3 separate regions of the Mus musculus genome follow, and regions 1 and 2 are each linked to region 3. A link is a contact called in public Hi-C data. All regions are on one chromosome and are shown on one strand. Each heading gives the region's core, a stretch centred on a gene start, on an enhancer-like site or on the middle of the called end of the contact. The rest is flanking DNA. Distances are from core to core; before and after follow the strand shown. Region 1 has its middle 120 kb from the start of Arrdc4. Region 2 holds the start of Arrdc4 (arrestin domain containing 4). Region 3 has its middle 21 kb from the start of Gm16158.

The links. Hi-C and Micro-C count contacts between places; a contact is called where the count stands out from the background.
Region 1: a Hi-C map of uterus shows a contact between it and region 3, with 5 times the contacts expected there. The contact joins two enhancer-like sites. A contact is called at or near these places in 5 of 484 Hi-C or Micro-C datasets (cerebral cortex, cortical neurons, nephron progenitors and 1 more).
Region 2: a contact with region 3 is called in a Hi-C map of uterus. The contact joins the promoter of Arrdc4 here to the enhancer-like site in region 3. A contact is called at or near these places in 1 of 39 promoter capture datasets (embryonic stem cells), 1 of 15 datasets of contacts at CTCF or cohesin (the NIH/3T3 cell line), 7 of 484 Hi-C or Micro-C datasets (the HL-1 cell line, LSK cells, cortical neurons and 2 more) and 4 of 115 datasets of contacts at active chromatin or transcription factors (astrocytes and embryonic stem cells).

The regions. Positions count from the first base shown.
Region 1 is chr7:68,631,381-68,634,080 of GRCm38.p6, forward strand. No RefSeq gene overlaps it. Among named protein-coding and RNA genes, the nearest start is that of Arrdc4, 120 kb to the right of the region's middle. Within about 2 kb of position 1,386, at least 2 of the 459 cell types and tissues checked have an H3K27ac peak or open chromatin away from gene starts, as enhancers often do. A contact at or near this core is called in uterus, where this site is marked.
Region 2 is chr7:68,747,951-68,750,650 of GRCm38.p6, forward strand. It overlaps Arrdc4 (arrestin domain containing 4), which reads right to left and starts at 1,288. Exons shown (of 8, transcript NM_001042592.2): 1 at 819-1,288. The coding sequence starts at 1,116.
Region 3 is chr7:68,372,932-68,375,831 of GRCm38.p6, forward strand. No RefSeq gene overlaps it. Among named protein-coding and RNA genes, the nearest start is that of Gm16158, 21 kb to the left of the region's middle. Within about 2 kb of position 1,525, at least 30 of the 459 cell types and tissues checked have an H3K27ac peak or open chromatin away from gene starts, as enhancers often do. A contact at or near this core is called in uterus, where this site is marked.

The DNA.
Region 1 (2,700 bases), core at 136-2,635, 260 kb after region 3:
ATAAACTTCCATAGAATTTCTGGGATAGAATCACTGCATAAATACTTACACCCCCTCCTCTGAAATTAGCACAGCTCTTGGACAGTTCATGATCCTGCTATCTTGGAACTCCCCAGTGGGACTGAGTTCCAGTTGCTGAGAACAGTAATTAACCCTACACGCACGACAGTCGTCAGTGTGCTCTCTCCTCTTCCCTGTCTCATCTTTGTGCTCCATGAGAGTGTTTAGGGTGTGAGATTTTGGCCTATTATGGCATGAACTGTGCTTGTTTCTCTTATTATATGTTGAAGCATAAGTCTCAGTGTTCAAGAATGCTACCCCATTTGGAGACAAGGTTATTGAAGAGGCAATGAAGTTCAGATGAGATCCCGGGGAAGTGTGTGATTTTGCCCCAGGTCTGGAGCTCTTATGACAACCTCAGTGTAGACATAAATACGGGGGAAGAGGACAAGAGAAGACATGGGGAAGCCAGAGAGCTAAATGTTTGTGTGAAGGGCATTAGAAGAAACCAGCCTTGCTGATACCTTGCCCAACAACTAAAGCTTGGACTTCGGCTTTCCAGTTCTATGAGACAGTAATTTTTTTTGTGAATAAATCATACAATCTGTGGTGCTTTGTTATGGCAACTATAGCAAATGAATTCTGATTTACCACCGAATAAAAATAGCTTTGCTTGACTCCTGGCCTGCTAAAATAGGAACGAGGCCAAGAAGATGGCTTTTCCATTTGTCCTCTCAACTTGTTGGAAGGGAAGGCTTTGCTGTCTTTTTAAACCGTTTAGAAAGAGGAATTCCATAAAAATAACTTGAAGATGGTTTTGTATCAATATCCTTACTCCTTCTGGCCCCAAACCTTGCTCCCCCTAGAAGGCCTGCAGAGGACCCTTGAGCTCTCAGATTTAGCAATACTTTCTGGCTCATCTGGCCCTAGAAGAACATCGGCCTGAGTGTGGTACTTTGGCTGACTTATGTATAGCAAGCAGGCCTTGGTGCTGCCTCCCAGAGACTGTATACTGGCCATAGCAGTGTCTCATCTGGTCCCTGGGGCTATTTATGTAATGTTACATTAAGGATAGCAGATGAGTAGAACCCATTTAAAATTCTACCACTTATTCTTTCATTCCTGAGGGAGGTCAGAGTCCATTAAAAGAGAACAAAGTATGTGAACTTGGAGATCTGCAAAAAGATTAAGAGGGTAATGCTTGAGAAGAAGAACCCTGACCTCACCAATTGCAAGGGACTGTGGGTATGTTGGTATCCAGAGGCATGAACCACAGTAAGCAGGGGAGGAGGGGTTGTGGGATGCTGGGGGCCTTGAGAGTACCTAAGGTAAGTAGTGCGAATGAGCTCTTCAGGGAGCACACTCAGAATTGTGGCATGCTAATGTCTGTGGGCTGGGAAGATTTATCGTGGCTAAGTGGCTTGCAGTGCTTGGAGACAGATGCATCCCTCTTTCAGCAATGCGGCCAGATCATCTGTTTTGCTTTCTTCATAAATATGTCTCCCTGCATGTCGACCGGGAGAGATTTGGAAATAAAACAAAAAGGCATTTTCTATGGGGCATGGGAAACCTTAATTTATCACCAGCTTTTCCACCAAATGAAAACAATTTGCTTTTTTGTCTTCAAAGACTGCTGAACAAATGTTTCAAAAACTGCAGTAGATTATTGCAATTAGTGTGCCCACTTTTTAAGAACTTACCCATAGATGGACAGGTGTTCTGAAAATGTTTTCATACATTGGTCTCTGTAAAGGTGGAAGGAATGTGGAGCTGCCTTGGAAGGGTTTCCTGTGCTCTTGGTCTTTTTTACATAAAGGTGTAGACTTTCTTCAGCTGGTTTAGTTGCTACCCTTTGGAGCTGGGCTTGGGGTGAGTGTCCGGGTGGCCTCTGAGAGGATGCTGAGAAATGCACACATTCCCAGTGCCCATCAGTGTGATGGTGACATTGTTGTACAGTTCATTAAGCAAAGCCCACCTTCTTTCGGTCAGGCTACTGAGGGGCTACTTTCTCATTCGCTGCTCTGTCTTCCCCAAGAAGAGACACTTAGCTGAGCACTGGATATTGAGCTCACAGGGAGATTACACGCCCCCCCCCATTCTCTAAAAATCTGAGTCAAGCTTGTGGCTTATATGTAATAAGTGTATAACAATTTGAGGCAAATTTTTGGCGCTAAATGTGGTTTCCGTTTTCTCTTTGACTTTTGTTTCAAACGTTAGTTTGCCTTATGATGTGTAATCATGCACTCCCCACCCCAACATGATGGAGAAGATGCTTTGACATGTCTGAATTTCTCTTCAAGATCAAGGTGCTCATGGCCCGGGGTCAAGGGGTACTTCCTGCTGATTATTCCAGAATGTCACTCTCCAAAAATTGTTCTGTCCTTGAGTCTTTAAGAGACAATCTCACCCACTCCAGGCCTTGTATTCTCCCTGGTGGCAGCCTGCACATAGAGAATGCTGGATTGGGAGGTGCTAGGGTCTGGCAACCATGTCTCCAGGACAGTGGCTCTCTTAATACATCTTGTGGTGGTCACCAAACCATAAATTATTTTGTTGCTACTTCATGACTGTAATTTTGCCACTGTTACAAATAGTAATTTAAATAGCTGATATATGGGATAGCTGATATGCAATCTCTAAAAAGATAGTGTCCTACAGGCTGAGAACCACTGCTATAGGACATGGAATATCATTCAGGAC
Region 2 (2,700 bases), core at 38-2,537, 370 kb after region 3:
ATACAGCTCTCGTTAGGCACATATTTGAGGATTTATCTGGACACCATTGTACTTCTCCACAGGAGGATACGATGCACTAGGTAGTAAGCTTAAGGCATTTGATAGGTCCAAGATGATGAGGCAGACAGATAGAAGTTTACAATAGTTTCCACTGAGAGAAGACTGACTCACGGTTACTAGCATTTTCATGATGAAATGCAATCACATGAACCCAACATACATATGCATGGGCACTTCTGGAAAAGTCAGAAATGGCCCAGATGGCAGGCATTGTCTGCAAAGGCCTTTCTGAATGGGGAGAGGTAAGAGGAAGGGGAGCTACAGCAATGGATGGCTCTTAGTGAGATTCATGTTCCCCAGTGAGGAGACACTTCTCTCGAACTACCCAAGTACCACTTCCCTTTTCCCAAGATTTAGTTTTCTGTAAATCATCATGAACCCGGGAGTGTCTAGGGCCAGGACAGGCAGGAGCAGCAGGCCATCAAACTCTGGGCACCACATAACAGAATGTCACCAATTCCACCTTCCATGCCTCCAGGTGAGGAAGGACCTAGAACCCAGACAGTCAGATGGCGGGTTTCCATGGCAACGATTCTGTAATAGGTTACTAGAAGATCGCAGGAAGCTAAGTTCAAAGGTACACACCAACACAAAAGGGTCTGGCCTCCTCCTAGAAGCCAGGTAGGGGCACAGGCTTGGCCTCCTGCCCTTCCCCCGTGACAGCAGATGACTCCCCTTCCAGAAGCTTCCCTCAGTGCCACCCAGCACCCAGGGACGCGCCCCTTCCCGCCCCCCTCCCTGGGGATCTCCAAGCTCACCAGCTGGGGCCTCCAGCAGACTCAACCGCAGGTTCAAGTATTCCACTTCTGAGGAGGCTGCGGGAGAGCCCCCACCGATGCAGACCCTGGCCCCAGCGCTCGGGCCCCAGGCAGAGGTGGCACGGCCCTGGGCCTCCAGGCGCAGTCCGCGCAGGGCCACCGGCTCTGCCGCCTCCAGCAGCACGTGCCCGGCCACTGTCTCGCCGCTTGAGTAGCAGCCCTTGCTCTCATCTTCGAACACTAGCCCCAAGCTCTTGACACGGCCCCGAGGACCATCGGCTCCCGCCTCGCCTCCCATTCCGCCAGGCGATGCGGCTCTGCCACCAAGATCCGCAGTGGCCCCAGGTCGGGGTAGCCGGCTCCGCGACGCTGCTGTCACGGGCGCCGGCCGCACACCCAGGGCCACTACGGCCACAGCGCCCAGCCGGGTGAAACACCCGCACTGGGGCCCTGTCTCTTTAACACACCCCACTGGGACTGGAAAGGGGCTGACACGGCCCGCCTACAGAGCACTGCCATTGGCCAGTCGCGAAACCTGCTTCTTTCCCATTGGCTGTACATGGCCACTTAGTCATTTCATTGGCGCCCCCACACCAGGCTGAGCAGGACGGTGGTGCGTGATCAGGAGGGCTTCACCAATCGGGAGACACCATAGTGCACGTGCACAGGACCTTTATTGGTGGGAGCAAGGCACAGTCCTGGGCCACAGACCAATAGTGAGGCAGTGCGCCCATGTGGACAGAGGATGGGAAACAATATCTGTTAGGGAGGGGGCGGTTCCCGGCTCACCGGCGCATTGGTGTCAGCGTTGCTATGGTTATAGTGGGGGCGGGCTTTCCAGCTCAGAGAGGCTAGAGTAGTTTGTACTAGAACATGAACTTGTGGCTGCAGCAGGCCCAGTTTAAGATTACTTCTGCAGAGTGCCCAGCAAAAGGTTTCTTGGAAAATGGAACTCAGGAGTCTCGCTTTATGCTGGCTGCCTTGGAACTTTAAAGCAGATATCAGAATCTGCTAACTTTCATGATTCTGAGCCACACCTCTTTGGGTCTCAGACAGAATTCCTGTACTAGCTGAGAGCCAATGTCTTGGAAGAATGCTGTGATTCTTAGTGCTTTTGTCCTGAGAAGTTCTGTTCCTGGTTGCTGAAGTCCAGCCAGACTCCGTCTCTGGTTCTTCTGCCTCTAAATAAGGTCGTGGTTTTAAAACAGCACCTGCCACTTATTGGTGCTGATGCAAACAGAAGGACTCCATTATTGACTGAATAATACTCTATTTGGTCGTTATATACATGCATAAGTTGTAAAGTGTGCAAATATTATGTCTGGAAAAAAAGATCGATACTTGACACACAAGTGCCCCACCCAAAAGGATTTCGTAACCCCGGGATCATAGTCCTAGAACATGCCCAGCTGTCTCCGTGACTTGTTCCCCAAACCCACAGCTCTTCTTGCTGGTTTCTTTTTAATTCACACCGTTCTAGATAGCCTTTTGGTATCTAGAATATTTAAATATGTGTAATTATTTGTCTATCAATTTGTAATCCTTTATTTCCCCTCGTTAAAATTCTAAGTGCGTAAGCTGTTATCAAGGTTTGATAATTGAAAATTGAAACTGAAGGATATTTTCTTTCCAAGGCTCTGAAAGTATAGGTTGTTTTACTGCACTCTTTTGAGTTTAGATGATCAACACGGGCATTTTTATTGTTATCTATCTATTTATTCATTTGTATAATATTTCTATTCTTGAAGAAGTCCATGCATGCATGCAGTATATTTGCTCATATTCTACCCCCATTCCTCCCCTAACTCCTTCCAAACGCATACTTACCTCCATATTCTAACTTCACGTCCTCTTTTCAAAATTGTTGATTTAATTTAAAGTG
Region 3 (2,900 bases), core at 275-2,774:
TCTGTATCATTTGAGGCTAGAAGAACCATCTAAATCGGGGCCACACCTTCTGATGGCAGCCAATCTACAAGAACATGACAGAGGGAAGCTTTTGATGTTTTGCCTGCTTGTCCTACTCTGCCTGGTAAGTCCATCTACCCTGCTGCTGAGACACTCCTGGAGACTTTTGCCTTCTGGAACCTTTCCCTACATAAAAGTTAAAAATTACATTTTGCTACTTTGCTGTTATGAAGTTAAATAGTATCTGGGGCAGACTGCAGTTTTTCCTTCACATTTTAAATCCGATCAGGACACTCTCATGAGCCTTAGGTGCTGTGCTTATTAATAAGGCCCTTAATGCATAATCCCACTCAGAGAATTATTTTTCCCCCAGTTTGGCTGTGTGTATCAGAGGGCAGGCTCTCAGAGTATTGACCGCTCCTGACTGCATGAACACACCGGAGCCATCTTTTGGCCCAAGTGCCAGACAGAACTTGGTGCTGAGGACTGTAGTATAAGGAAGGACAGATGGAATGGTGTTGGTTGAACCAGGGCAGAAGCTGTGCTGTGGAGATAGATCTTAGCACAGACCGCCTCTGGTACAAGTGCTGTAAAGATGTCCACCTTGCCAAGGTTCTGGGAATGCAGGTGGTGGCCCTTAAAGGCTTCGCCGGCTACTTGGGTGCTGTGTTTGGATCCTATTGCCTTTGTGACCAAGGTCTGGGCCTGCCATTACCCCATGGTGGTCCTGCCTGCTGTGTGGGATTAGGAAAGACAGGTCCAGTGCTTAGCACTGTTGCCATCCCTTTCTTCTGTCCCTGAGCTTTTCCTAAAGAGTCACAGGCTGAGAACCACAGAACTTTGCCAGTCCAGCCAGAGCAAGATCAGCGCAGACCTTTGCGGAAGAGCTTTGCAACTGTGCTGACAGAAGTAGCAGTAGCCTAGGTAGGGAAGTGGATTCCTAGGCCCTACCCTAGACAGACGGCAGCCCAGAGTTCTGGCTGAGCTCCTGTGTACTCTCTGAGTTTTTACCCAAGGATGCAATCTTCTGGAAGGCCTCCAGCATCAGGCCCATGACCCGCCTGAAAATTGAGGGAACCTGGCTACAGCGGCCCCTTTAGGACCCTTAGCAATAACAAGACAAGTAGGTTTTTGTGATTAGTTTTGTTTTTGCCTTCCATACGGAGGTGGAAGCAGAAGCTGGTAGGTTTAAAACTGTAAAATGTAATTTACTATGCGAGTTGATCTTGACGGTCCAGGAGATGCATGGAGCAAGAATTGCCACTAGATGGCGCTGCTGCACTTCCCTGCGGACTCTGCACATCGATTCTAATAAGGTTTTCCTGGATCCCACCGGAGTCCTAGTTAAAAAAAAAAAAAAAACCAAAACGACGCGCCACTGTGAGTTGAGGCCTATTTCACTAAGATACCCAGGAAATGATATAAAGTCACGAGGCTTTGGCTGGGGGCAACTGTGGGATTGTAGCAGGAAAGCCATGTAGAATGTTACAGATCTCCCTGTCCACAGTACTAGCTTCAGCCGGGTGGAGGAGCAGTTAGAGAAGCGGAGATAGGCTATTTTCTTTTACAGGGAGCTTTCTGATCTGATCGAATGCCTCCTCTTTTTGTGCCAGCTTTGATGAAGTTGATATTGGCCAGGGACCCCCTAGAAGGCCTCTAGAGAAAAAAAGTCCTATTTGGGCTTGGGCATGGGAGTGTGTGGGGGAAGTGGGGTGATAGGGTCAGGCTGGAACTGGGCTTAGATTAGTTTGTGCCAGAGCACAGTGTGGATGCAGAGACTGAGCGTGGGGCTGTAGGGGGCTGCTGGGTGACTCAGTGACAAACCCATGATAGTAATAAGCATAAAGACACCCACCCAAACTACCTCATGGAATCCAGCCTCTCTGCAGCTAGGAGGACGAGAACACAGTGTCCGGTTCACAGATGGGAAACACTGGACGCTCAGGCCTGAACCACAGGGAGGGAGGGAGGGCAGGGCTCAGGCTTCTTCTTTTTTTTTTTTCTCAGACCTCCCTCCCTCCCTCCCTCCCTCCCTCCCTCCCTCCCTCCCTCCCTCCCTCCCTCCCTCCTTTTCCTTTCCTTTCTTTCTTTCTTTCTTTCTTTCTTTCTTTCTTTCTTTCTTTCTTTCTTTCTTTCTTTCCTCTTTCTTTCTTTCTTTCTTTCTTTCTTTCTTTCTTTCTTTCTTTCTTTCTTTCTTTCTTTCTTCCTTCCTTCCTTCCTTCCTTCCTTCCTTCTCTCTCTCTCTCTCTCTCTCTCTCTCTTTCTTTCTTTCTTTCTTTCTTCCTTTCTTCTTTTCTTTCCTATTTTCTTTATTTACATTTCAAATGTTATTCCCTTTCCTAGTTTCCCCTCCGAAAATCCCCTATCCCCCTCCTGCCTCCCCCTGCTCCACAACCCACCCACTCCTGCTTCCTGGCCCTGGCATTCCCCTATACTGGGGCATAGAACCTTCACAGGACCAAGGGCCTCTCCTCCCATTGATGACCGACTAGGCCATCCTTTGCAACAAGAGCTTGCTGACAGGAGCCTGATAAAGCTGTCTCCTGAGAGAGAGGCTCTGCTAGTGCCTGAGAAAATACAGAAGTGGATGCTCACAGCCATCCATTGGATGGAGCACAGGGTCCCCAATGAAGGAGCTAGAGAAAGGACCCAAGGAGCTGAAGGGGTTTGCAGTCCCATAGAAGGGGTAGGGTTTCAAACAGGCCTGATTCTATGTCTTCTCCCTTAAAGCCACTGCCCTCAAGGATCAAGTAGTAGAGGCTGCAGGAAGCCCTGGTGTCCCTGTGGAGGAGGCTTCTCCTGCTGGAGGGCTTGTCGGGATTCATCTCCACTCATTGCCATCTGGGCCACAAAGGAGCCACAAGGCCCCAGGACATGCTGTGCATCTGGAAGCTCCATCT